Linked DNA regions of Mus musculus: all the other regions are linked to region 1. Evidence: chromatin contacts called from public promoter capture Hi-C data. All regions are on one chromosome and are shown on one strand. The core of a region is the stretch at or near the end of the contact, and the rest is flanking DNA. Distances in the headings are between cores, read along the strand shown.

The links. Promoter capture Hi-C pulls out the DNA fragments that hold promoters and counts their contacts.
Region 2: a promoter capture Hi-C map of liver shows a contact between it and region 1, with 3 times the contacts expected there. The contact joins the promoter of Kifbp here to the promoter of Ddit4 in region 1. A contact is called at or near these places in 2 of 39 promoter capture datasets (hippocampal neurons and liver).
Region 3: a contact with region 1 is called in a promoter capture Hi-C map of liver, with 2.5 times the contacts expected there. The contact joins the promoter of Vps26a here to the promoter of Ddit4 in region 1. A contact is called at or near these places in 1 of 39 promoter capture datasets (liver) and 1 of 115 datasets of contacts at active chromatin or transcription factors (astrocytes).

The regions. Positions count from the first base shown.
Region 1 is chr10:59,949,915-59,953,258 of GRCm38.p6, forward strand. Ddit4 (DNA-damage-inducible transcript 4) reads right to left here and starts at 1,856. Exons shown (of 3, transcript NM_029083.2): 1 at 1,783-1,856; 2 at 1,403-1,658; 3 at 1-1,115. The coding sequence starts at 1,598. The coding sequence ends at 622.
Region 2 is chr10:62,576,698-62,580,041 of GRCm38.p6, forward strand. It overlaps Kifbp (kinesin family binding protein), which reads right to left and starts at 1,760. Exons shown (of 7, transcript NM_028197.2): 1 at 1,267-1,760. The coding sequence starts at 1,680.
Region 3 is chr10:62,485,336-62,488,679 of GRCm38.p6, forward strand. It overlaps Vps26a (VPS26 retromer complex component A), which reads right to left and starts at 1,470. Exons shown (of 9, transcript NM_133672.3): 1 at 1,323-1,470. The coding sequence starts at 1,325.

The sequences.
Region 1 (3,344 bases), core at 606-3,105:
TTGTTTCAAGTGTCGAAGATCCCGAATGATCCTAACACCCACCCCATTCCTACTCTTACATTCATGCAGTCTGTAAGATAGCTGCCTCGAACAGGTCAGTAGTGAAGCGCCGATCCCCACCCCCCAAAACCAAGATACAAAACAAATGACAAAACACACTAGGTCCTTTCAGACCAGAAGATACACAAACTGTCGGCCACCTCCCCCTGCCTCCCCCCCAGCCCCCAACCCCCAGCCGGGGCAGAGGCCAGTGCAGACCAGCTGCCCTTCTGGCTCTGGCCCACAACTGCTGTTGTAACTTGTCAGTAATAAAAAAAAATAAGGTACATGCTACATACACATCCAGCCAGAAGCCTGTGTGACTCCTAAGCCTTTGTTTCATGCTACAGTACTGAGGGGCGTGTGCCCCAACAGGGAGCCACCTGCATACAACCTAGAGACTTCCTGGAGAACACTTCCTTCCCCCACCTGGCCCTGCGCCCCTCAGGTGGCTATCGTCAGTTTTCTAACACAGGGGACAGTCCTTCAGTCCTTGCCTGCGGGTCTCCACCACAGAAATTCCTTGTCTTCACTTTGGGGGGCAGTGAGAAACCCTCCCCGCACCCCACCCCAGGATGTAGTTCAACACTCTTCAATGAGCAGCTGCTCGGAGCTGTAGAGTTTCTTCTTGATGACTCTGAAGCCGGTACTTAGCGTCAGGGACTGGCTGTAACCAGGGACCAAGGAAGAGTTGGCAGAACTTAACAGCCCCTGGATCTTGGGCCAGAGGCGAGAGTCCAGACGCAGCACCAGGGTCAACTGAAAGGTGGGCACCAGGCTGGGGTCGAGGGCCAGCTGAGCCACGCTATGGCAGCTCTTGCCTTGCTCCACACACACGTCCAGCAGTGCCCCCCGCAGGCCGCACGGCTCACTGTATGCCAGGCGCAGGAGTTCCTTGCCCACCTGGCTCACCAGCTGGCTCGGCATGAGCAAACGCGCAGGGCGCCGCGAGCCCAATCGCGCCTGGGACAGGCTCTCCTGCAGCAGCTGCATCAGGTTGGCACACAGGTGCTCATCCTCGGGGTCACTGAGCAGCTCAAAGTCGGGCAGGGACACCCCATCCAGGTATGAGGAGTCTGGATAGAGAGAACACAGGGAAAGGGTATTGTATTAGAGCGCCTTCCACAGGAGCTGTACGGGCGGGGGAGGTGCAGTTTGCCTAAGCAAACAGTGTCCCTTTCCACTCCGTGCCTCAGTTTCCGCCCCGCAGTCTTGTCTTCTAACCCTAGAGTAATCTGTTTTTTCGTGCTGGGGTGGGAAGCCAAGGTGGCTTTGAGCCGATTCAGCTCGCTTCGTACCCACCTCCCGGGACCCCTCCCACCCCCCATCCCCGAACCCAATTCGGCCCCGGCTGAGTGCTCACCTTCCTCCGGCCCGAAGCCACTGTTGCTGCTGTCCAGGGACTCGCAGTCCGAGCTCTCCAGGCTCGCGCAGCGGTCAAGGCCCTCTTCTCTGGCTGCAGACCCCCAGGCGGAGCGCGGCGGCCGATCAGCGGCCGGAGTTCGAGACGAGGACGAAGAGGAAGAGGAGGACGAGAAACGATCCCAGAGGCTAGGCATGGCGGGGTCAGACGCCAGGACGCTGGCTGCTAAGGTCCGAATGAAGGCGCACAGAAGCCGCTGAAAGACAAGAGGGACAAGGATTTGGCGTCAGTGTCGGCGTTGCACAGGATTGAGGGCTCTGAGGCCCCAAGAGCCGAGGTCACTCCCCGACAAGATGTGCACACCCGGGAGGGACACTCACCAGCTAGCGCGGTCAGCGAAGATTGCGGACAAGAGCGCTCTGCCTCTCGAAGGGTGAGCGAACTGGTGCCAACCCCCGATCGCTGCCCGGACCTGTCCCTTCGAACCCTCTCGCACCTCCCCCCTGCCTGCTGCGATCCCTAGCACCAGCGAGCAGCAGCCTATAAGGGCTCTCCCGGCGAGGCCACGCCCCCTCCAGGTCGCAGCCCAATCGAGACCCGGGAGTGTGGCCCACCTCAGCCAATAGGCACCGGGCGCACGTTCGCAACGTTCTCTCCTGCCTGGTGACAGCGGCCTGGCCCCGCCCCCACGGAGCCCCAGAACGCTCCCGGCCGAACCCCTCTCCCCTCGCCTTAGCTTCGGCCACACCCCCTTTCTGGAAGGGATCCGAGGCGGCTTTCAGCAGCTGCCAAGGTCCCTGAGGGCGCTCGCGGTAGGGGAGGATCAAGGAAAGACTTGTTTATTATAGGGGCGCGTTGCTGGGGGAGGGGACGGCCCGTGACTGCACTGAAAAGAAGAGTTGGGGGACCTGGTGCGGCTTGAGCAGGGGAGAAAGGTACCCCTAGCTTCTGGGAGCCCAAGGGCCAAGGACACTACCGGGCGCACAACTGGATGCCCCATGGGACCGTGGCGCGGCGGCAGACGTTACTCCGTTGTCCCATGAGCATCAGTCCCACGCTGTCTTTGCTTCTGACACGCGATGCACTTTTGGTAATAGGTCCAAAGACAAGGCATCTCAGGGCCATCGGCTCCCACGTCCCCTCATCAGTGTTCCTGTTACTCTGCAGCCCCGGGGGAGCAGGGTGTAGGTTCAGGAGGACATCAAGTGCTTGCCAATTCGAGATTGTCCTCTAGCAGAGGGTTTGGGTAGGAGTTAGAGTTCACGGACTCCGATTCTTAGCGCCTGGTCCACGGCCAGGGAACAAGGGCTCACATCAAACCGACACAGTGACCCACCCGCAGGCCTTAGGGGGACAGAACACTGCAGGGCCAAGTGCCTCCCAAACCCACTGCGGCAGAGCCCCTGGCGTCCGCCGGGTCCTAGAACCCCTCCCATGCTTTGTGTTAAGGGGGGGAAAAGCGGCGGATCGGGGGTGGGGGGTGGGGTGGCAGGAGAATTCAATTCAATGGAACCCAGGACCGAGGTCTTTGGAAAAGTCCAAATGCAAGAGCCATATGGGGTTTCATCATTCAGGCGAGGCAACAGGAAATATAGCCTGGCAGCGATGCTCTAGGGCTGATAGCGATTTGTTTAGGGTAGGAGGAGATTCAGTCGGACTAGACCTGTTTTTTTGTTTTTTTTTTTGTTTTTTTTTTTTATAAAAAGGTTTGTTAATGTAGGACACTGGGACCCTGATGGAAGAAAAGACCAAACTTACATCAGACACTCTGGCCCGGCGGGCAGGAACCAAACCAGATCAGACAGGCAAGCATCACATCGCTACAGGGCAGGTTTGCTTTGACACATGACACTTGCCAGGGAAGTCAGGCCACTGTCCTTTCCAGCCCCACCCCCACTGCCCAATTTCATCTTTTGGACGGAGTTTCACGGCTGGCTGGCCT
Region 2 (3,344 bases), core at 510-3,009, 2.6 Mb after region 1:
GTGCACCACCATCACACTGAAGTGTTGCTTGAACTGAACCCCTTACTAATGTCTTTAGCTCCCAAACAAACATGGAAAATATCCCTATCTGTGCCACCTGCTGGAGCTGTGAGCAAAAGGGACAGGCAGTGCCTGTTAGTATTTGGCTTTTAATTTTATTGAGCCATCATAAAAGAATATGGCATACCATTTTCTTCTAAGTTTTGAGACTTTCCTGAAAGGCCTACCTACCCAACAATCAAGCTTAGTAAATATTCCCTGGTACACATATCTGGACTGGAGGATGAAACCATCTATAACCCTAAGAAAGTAACCTGGCACAACAGAGTCCGACATTATCTGTCTTTTTTCCCCCATAGTGTGGAGATGAAACCTGGAGCACTAGGTAAATGCTGTACCACTGAGCTACACCCAAGGGCCTGGAAAACTCTACCCACTATTTGAATTTTGAAATGTTATGTTCTCCAGAGCAGAAAGTCGCACTTGCTGCTTATAAAAATGTAAAGGATGGAAGGTGAGATCAGTTTGGACCAGATAGAGTTAGTCCAAACAAGAGTTCCGATAACCTCAGCAGGGAGGCTGAGGTGGGGGGATCATGGGTTAAAGGCAGCCTGGGCTACAAGACTCTGAAAGGAAAAGGGGGAGGGGGTCCTAGCACTCAGGAGGTGAAGACAGTCGAAGTTAAGCATTGCAGACACAAATGGATGTCTAAACACAAACAAAAAATAAAAAGTTATTAAAAGGTTGTCGAGACAGTTTAAGGAAAAGGTACGAATTCCTTGCTGAGCAAACAAGATGAATGTGGTAAAGAATAAAGTTTTAAGATTTTGGCCATTAACAACAACAACATTTAAGATTGGATCATTCTTGCGATCCCTTGTCCTGTTCATTCCATTCGAATCCCGTTGGATTATTTCTTCACAGAATGAAACTAAGCTTGTCATTGGGTTGGGAGGCGCTGATTCGGACGCTTAGGTTTTCTGCCCAGGATTACGGAAAGTAGCAAGTGAGGCTGGAGTAGGCGGCGAGAACTCAGAGGGAGTTGGTAGGCAGATGGAGGGTAGGTGTTATGACAAATTAAAAGGGACTAAACTTCGCTATGAAACCCAGGCTAGCCAAGAACCCAAAGCAATCCTCCTGCCGCAGCCTCCCTAGTACTGGAATTTCAGGCCGGGTGTTGTGCAATGCTGGGGACTGAACCAACTGAGAGACGTGCGCAGCCAGGAGGAGCGTTTTGGATGCAGAACTCCCGCCTCAGCATCTCACCTGCGCCTGGATGTAGAGAGACACACAGCCGAGCGACAGGCGGTAGGGGCGCAGCAACGACAGGCACCTGACCAGATGCTCCTCGCCGGCAGACAGTTCCTCCGTGTCGATGTGGTTCACACCAAGGTGGAACTCGACCACCGCGAGGCGCAGCGCCCGCTGCGCTCCGGGGCCCTCAGCCTCCCGGGGCTCACCCGCGCCCAAGGCCTGGTCGCCCGGCCCATCGTCAGCAGCCGGCTCGTCCTCGTCCTCGGGCGCCGGGCCCAGCAGCGCGCGCACCTCCTCCAACAGCGCGCGCGCGCCGTACTTGGACTTGTACGGCTCCTTCTCCGGGTTCTTGTGCAGCTCCACCCGCGACAGGGCCAGCGCTGCCTGGAACTTCTCGCGGATCTCTGGCCCCGGAGCGTTCGCCATCGCGGCCTGAGCTGACGGCCGCCTCCCCGTCCGTGGACCAGCAGCCACTGGAGGCCTCCGCGTTGCGACACTTCATTTACGACGTGTCGTGACTGTGGAGCGCCGACCAATGAAGTCGGTAGAGGGGAGCGCTAGACGCTCGGCAGCAGCCAATGGGAGGATGTTCTGGTCGCCACAACAGCCGTCGTCAAGGAAACGAAGCTGTCAGGGAATACAGAGCCTTCCGCTGCTACCCTTGAGCAGTATGGCTTCTCCTGCTTCATCCCAAAATGTAGTTTATACAAAAATGTTCAGAATCAGAATGATTCTTAGGGGTAAGGTACTAGCCTATCGTAAAGTCAATCCCTAGCTTAAATGAAATTTAACACTAACATCTTTCGATAACTGCTCAAGTTCATAGGCAAGAATCTTTCACCACTAATGTATTACGCTATCACAGTTAAAAATTATAGTTGTAGGAAACTACAACCCAGGTACCCAGGTCTCAGGGATCAAATTCAGATCCTCAGGCTCAGCCTCCGCAGCCTTTACTTACTAGAGCCACCTCACACCACCACCGCCCAGTCCCTGAAAATTCTATAAAGGCTCTGAGCTAGGCATGGTGCCAATTATCTGCAGGCTGACACAGGGGCCAGTGTTGATATGTATTGTAATGCTAAATTCTGTAGCCTATGATTAAATTCTCATGCTTACCAGCTTTTGTTGTACAAACTTTATTCCTTAATTTAAAACTTAATTTGGTTAAATAAAAATGGCTACAGCTAGCCGGGCGTGGTGGCGCACGCCTTTAATCCCAGCACTCGGGAGGCAGAGGCAGGCGGATTTCTGAGTTCGAGGCCAGCCTGGTCTACAAAGTGAGCTCCAGGACAGCCAGGGCTATACAGAGAAACCCTGTCTCGAAAAACCAAAAAAAAAAAAAAAAAAAAAAAATGGCTACAGCTGCCGGGCGTGGTGGCACACGCTTTTAATCCCAGCACTGGGGAGGCAGAAGCAGGCGGATTTCTGAGTACAAGGCTAGCCTGGTCTACAAAGTTCAGGACAGCCAGGGCTACACAGAAATCCTGTCTCGAAATAACAAAAACAAACAACAAAGGCTACAGCTAATAACTGCAGGGATCAGAGGTAGGTGGGTTTCCTTGTTGAGCATTGGAGAGAGTAGAACAAGAGCCAGGAGAGATGGACCATGAGCACACGGCAGGAGAAACAGCAATTACTTGGGGGAACACTGCTGGGAAAGAAGCCAGGTCAGCAGTTGGAAAAATAGATTAGAGATTATCCCCCAGTAATTGTCAAAGCCAAATAAAATAACCATAGTGTGAGTCTCACTTATTTGTAAGCTGGTCAGGGATAAGCTCAGAATTGGTTGTGCTACAAGTCTACATAGTTCCAAGACAGCCAGAGATACACAGTGAGATCTGTCTTGAAAACATTTATTAAATGTAAAATTATTTTAAGTCTTAAAATGTATGTACATACATATTGAAAGGTAAACATAGGATGTTAGGGGAAGAGAGCAATTCACAAAACTTGAATGGATGATTCAAGAAATGAACCTGTAGAAAATGGCCCACTGAAGGGCTGGGGGGATGGCAGTGACTGCTCTTCCAAGAGGTCCTGAGTTCAAACCCCAGCAACCACACGGTGGCTCACAACCATCTGTAATG
Region 3 (3,344 bases), core at 220-2,719, 2.5 Mb after region 1:
CTCGGGAGGCAGAGGCAGGCGTATTTCTGAGTTCGAGGCCAGCCTGGTCTACAAAGTGAGCTCCAGGACAGCCAGGGCTATACAGAGAAACCCTGTCTCGAAAAACCAAAAAAAAAAAAAAAAAAAAAAAAACTTAACTAGAAGGACTAATTCAACTAAGTAACCAAGAAGAGAGCAATTTAAGCTTTCTTTTCAAATTATAAACAGTGAAAGGAGGACTCCCTAACAGCCTACTAATTCCTTCTTAGTTATTTACAGCAGTTGTAATTTCCACCTTAAACTAATTTATCTAAACAAATGCTTAACTCTCCAGAGTCTGTAAGCTGCAAGGAAGCAAGCAGTTTGCCTTGTTTATCTGTCCCTGGACTCACCCAAAATACTGTTTAAGAAAACGCTCCCTGAATGAACTTCTCCCCCACCCCCCAAACCCTAGAGAAAGCAAATAATTTCTGACTCAAAGTTATTTAATCAAAGCAACGTTTTAAAAATAGACCTGGCTGGCTGGCTTGAGACGAGAAGTTTCAAGCAGTTTATTAAAAGTGGCGAGCTTGGGAAGAGCGGGTAGTATAAGGGGAGCGCACAGTGGGCTCTCATGGAGTATATGCTAAATAACACGAGCCAAAGGAGCTCTAATCTATAGACCGCGGGCGCGTAGTTAAACACTAGCGCGCCCAACGGTGCTTTCCATTAAGTGTGGTTAAGTGCTCTGATTTTCATCCCTGCCTGGGCTCCCAAGACACTGCAACATCCCAAAGTGCTAAGTTATAGAAATCGCTTAGGGAAGGAAGTGAAACCAAGTGCTTAAATCGGCGTCTGGAGATATAAATGAGGGGTCTCGGCTCCGACACCCTCTTGTCTCCCCTCCCTTCCCCTCCTATTCTACAAGTGCCAAAAGCCTCCACCCGAATCAAGAAATCGCAGAATGTCTCCACAACCAGCTTAAAGAAAATAAGCGGACTCTATCGAGCTCGGGACGAGGAAGGTGAGCAGGTCTCGCCAGAGTCCGGAACTGGGAGAGAGGGCACTGACTGTCCTCGGCTACCTTGGAAGGCGAGGCTGCCGAGCTCCGGCTGGGCGGGCTGCGGGTGCCCAGCCAGGGTCCCCACAGCCGGTCGAGGAAGGCGGGCAGAGGCTCCGACATGGCCGGGACAGTGCCGCCGGCCGCAGGTGCTCAGGCCTGGCCGGGAGCGGGCAGCCGTCAGGCCTCACCGCTCCGCGCCCCTTCCCTGCAGGCTCGGCGCCGCGCCCGCCGTTGGGAGTCCCGCCGCGCGCCCCACGGCCCCGCGGGAGACGACCTCGCAGGCAGGCCGCCGCGCACTCACCATTGTCACCGCCGCCGGGTCGCCCACTCCACTCGGCTTTCCCTCAGAAGAACTCCCAGCCTGGGTGCCTGCGCCCCGCCGCCCGTCACGTGACCGTAGGCCATCAGCCGCACGTGACCACTCCTTTTCCTCTTCTCCCTCCCCCCCCCACCCCGCCCCGCTAGAGGCCCCGCCCTGCTAGAGGCCCCGCCCTTCAGGAAGGCCGTTTCGAGGCGGGGCTCCTCCGCCCCGCCTTTCGGTTGAGGGCGTGGTCTGGGTGGGTGACGTCTGGTGGGAGGAGTCAAAGATCTGTCTTCTCAGTCCAGCAACCCTAGAGCTAGTTGTCACGTGACGAGCCGTGCGCTGTCAAACTCCTCCCTCCGGCACGCCCATTTCCTTTTCCCTAGGGAAACTTGGGGGACTCGAGGGTTTGTGCGGGAGGCGTGTCTTTGCGGGCTTGCTGCAGTTCCGACCTTTGCGCCTGATCTGTTTCCCGCCTCAGCCCCGAGAATTGTTGGCCTCCGAAGAGACGGTTAGGGAGAAAAGCTAATCTTTAAAGCACATCCTTTGCAGTCCACGGATAGCTCGTGACGCAGCCTTCCAAGCCGGAGAGGCAGTACTCTCAAATCGGTTCCGCCCTCCTTACCCCCCCTCCCCGGCAACAGCCCTTCCTAAAAGTTTCGCAAGCGTGCAAAACGCAGCTCTCCAACACTCTGATCCAGTCAGTCATTGTAGTGGAGGCCCAGAAAACCTGAGGATAGATGAAATACTACGAAGGCTTAGGAACTGAACCTTTCATTCAGATTTATGGGCGGAGGGGTGTCATCAGCCCTATCATAACGAAACTCAACTTGGGGAGTAGAGTGTCAAGTTGTAAGTCTAAAATATTTAAAGGTTAAAATGAGGCTTCGGTCTCCAATCGCGACAGAATTCAAATACTGGAAATGAGTCTTTTGTTTGTAAGACAGGGGTTCTCATGTACTCATGTAGACTAGGCTAGCCTCAAGTGGAGAGTGAGCACCTCCAAAGTGCCTTCCCAATGCTGTAATTGCAGGAGTCACTGGTGGTTTTATGCATTGCTGCAGATGGAACACTGCACTTCCTTCATGCATGCAGGAGAAATCTGCCTAAAATGATATTATCTGAAAACAAATCTTAAAGATTGCTATGCCAGGGAGCTTTGGAACGAATGGATGTTTGTGTGTATATTTATTGTTGAGACAGGGTCTCACTAGGTGTCCCAGGCTCCTCTGGAATATGCTATGTAGCCCAGGCTGTCAAGAAACACATCTGTCCTCCTTCAGCCTTCCCAATATTGGAGATTACCTGTCATATTTACAGACGGGTAAAATAGTATGGGGACAGAGAAGGGAGTTTAGATCTCAAAATACTATTGATTAAAACCCTGTGATGCAGATGGCTTGGATGAAGGAGCATCACCCACTCTATAAAGAAGGATAAGTCAGGTATAGAGGTTCATAGCTGTAATCCCAGCTCTCCGGAGACAGAAGAAGTAGAAGAATCGCCATGAATTAAAAGACCCCTGGAGATTACACAGTTAGTCCCCTGAATGACCTGGGCTACAGTGTGAGACCTTGTTACAAGGAAACAAAAGAGAGAAACAATTGCGCATAGTCTAAGATCTGAAAGGTTAACTGTGTTTGTTGGTTCTAGCACCATTTGCTCAAAATACTTTCCCCTGTAAACTGCTGTGGTGTGGTATGCTTGTCAAAAATCTATCGATTGGGGCTAGAGAGATGGCTGAGCTAAGTCAAGAGCACTTGCTGGCTACCCCTTCAGAAGCATGAGATTTGATTCCCAGCATCCAAATAGTGGCTCCTTACCAGGGGGATCTGATGCCCTCTTCTGGTCTCCATGAGCATCACATATGCAGGTTTTGTACAGAAGGTCTGCAAAACCTCCATGCACCCAAAGAAAGACTCAAGGAGGTAAAATAAAAACAATACTGGGTCTTCCATTCATGAGCACTGTGCATTTTTCTAATTTTTACCTTTTTTTAGTGTTCTTCACCAGTGTTTCTAA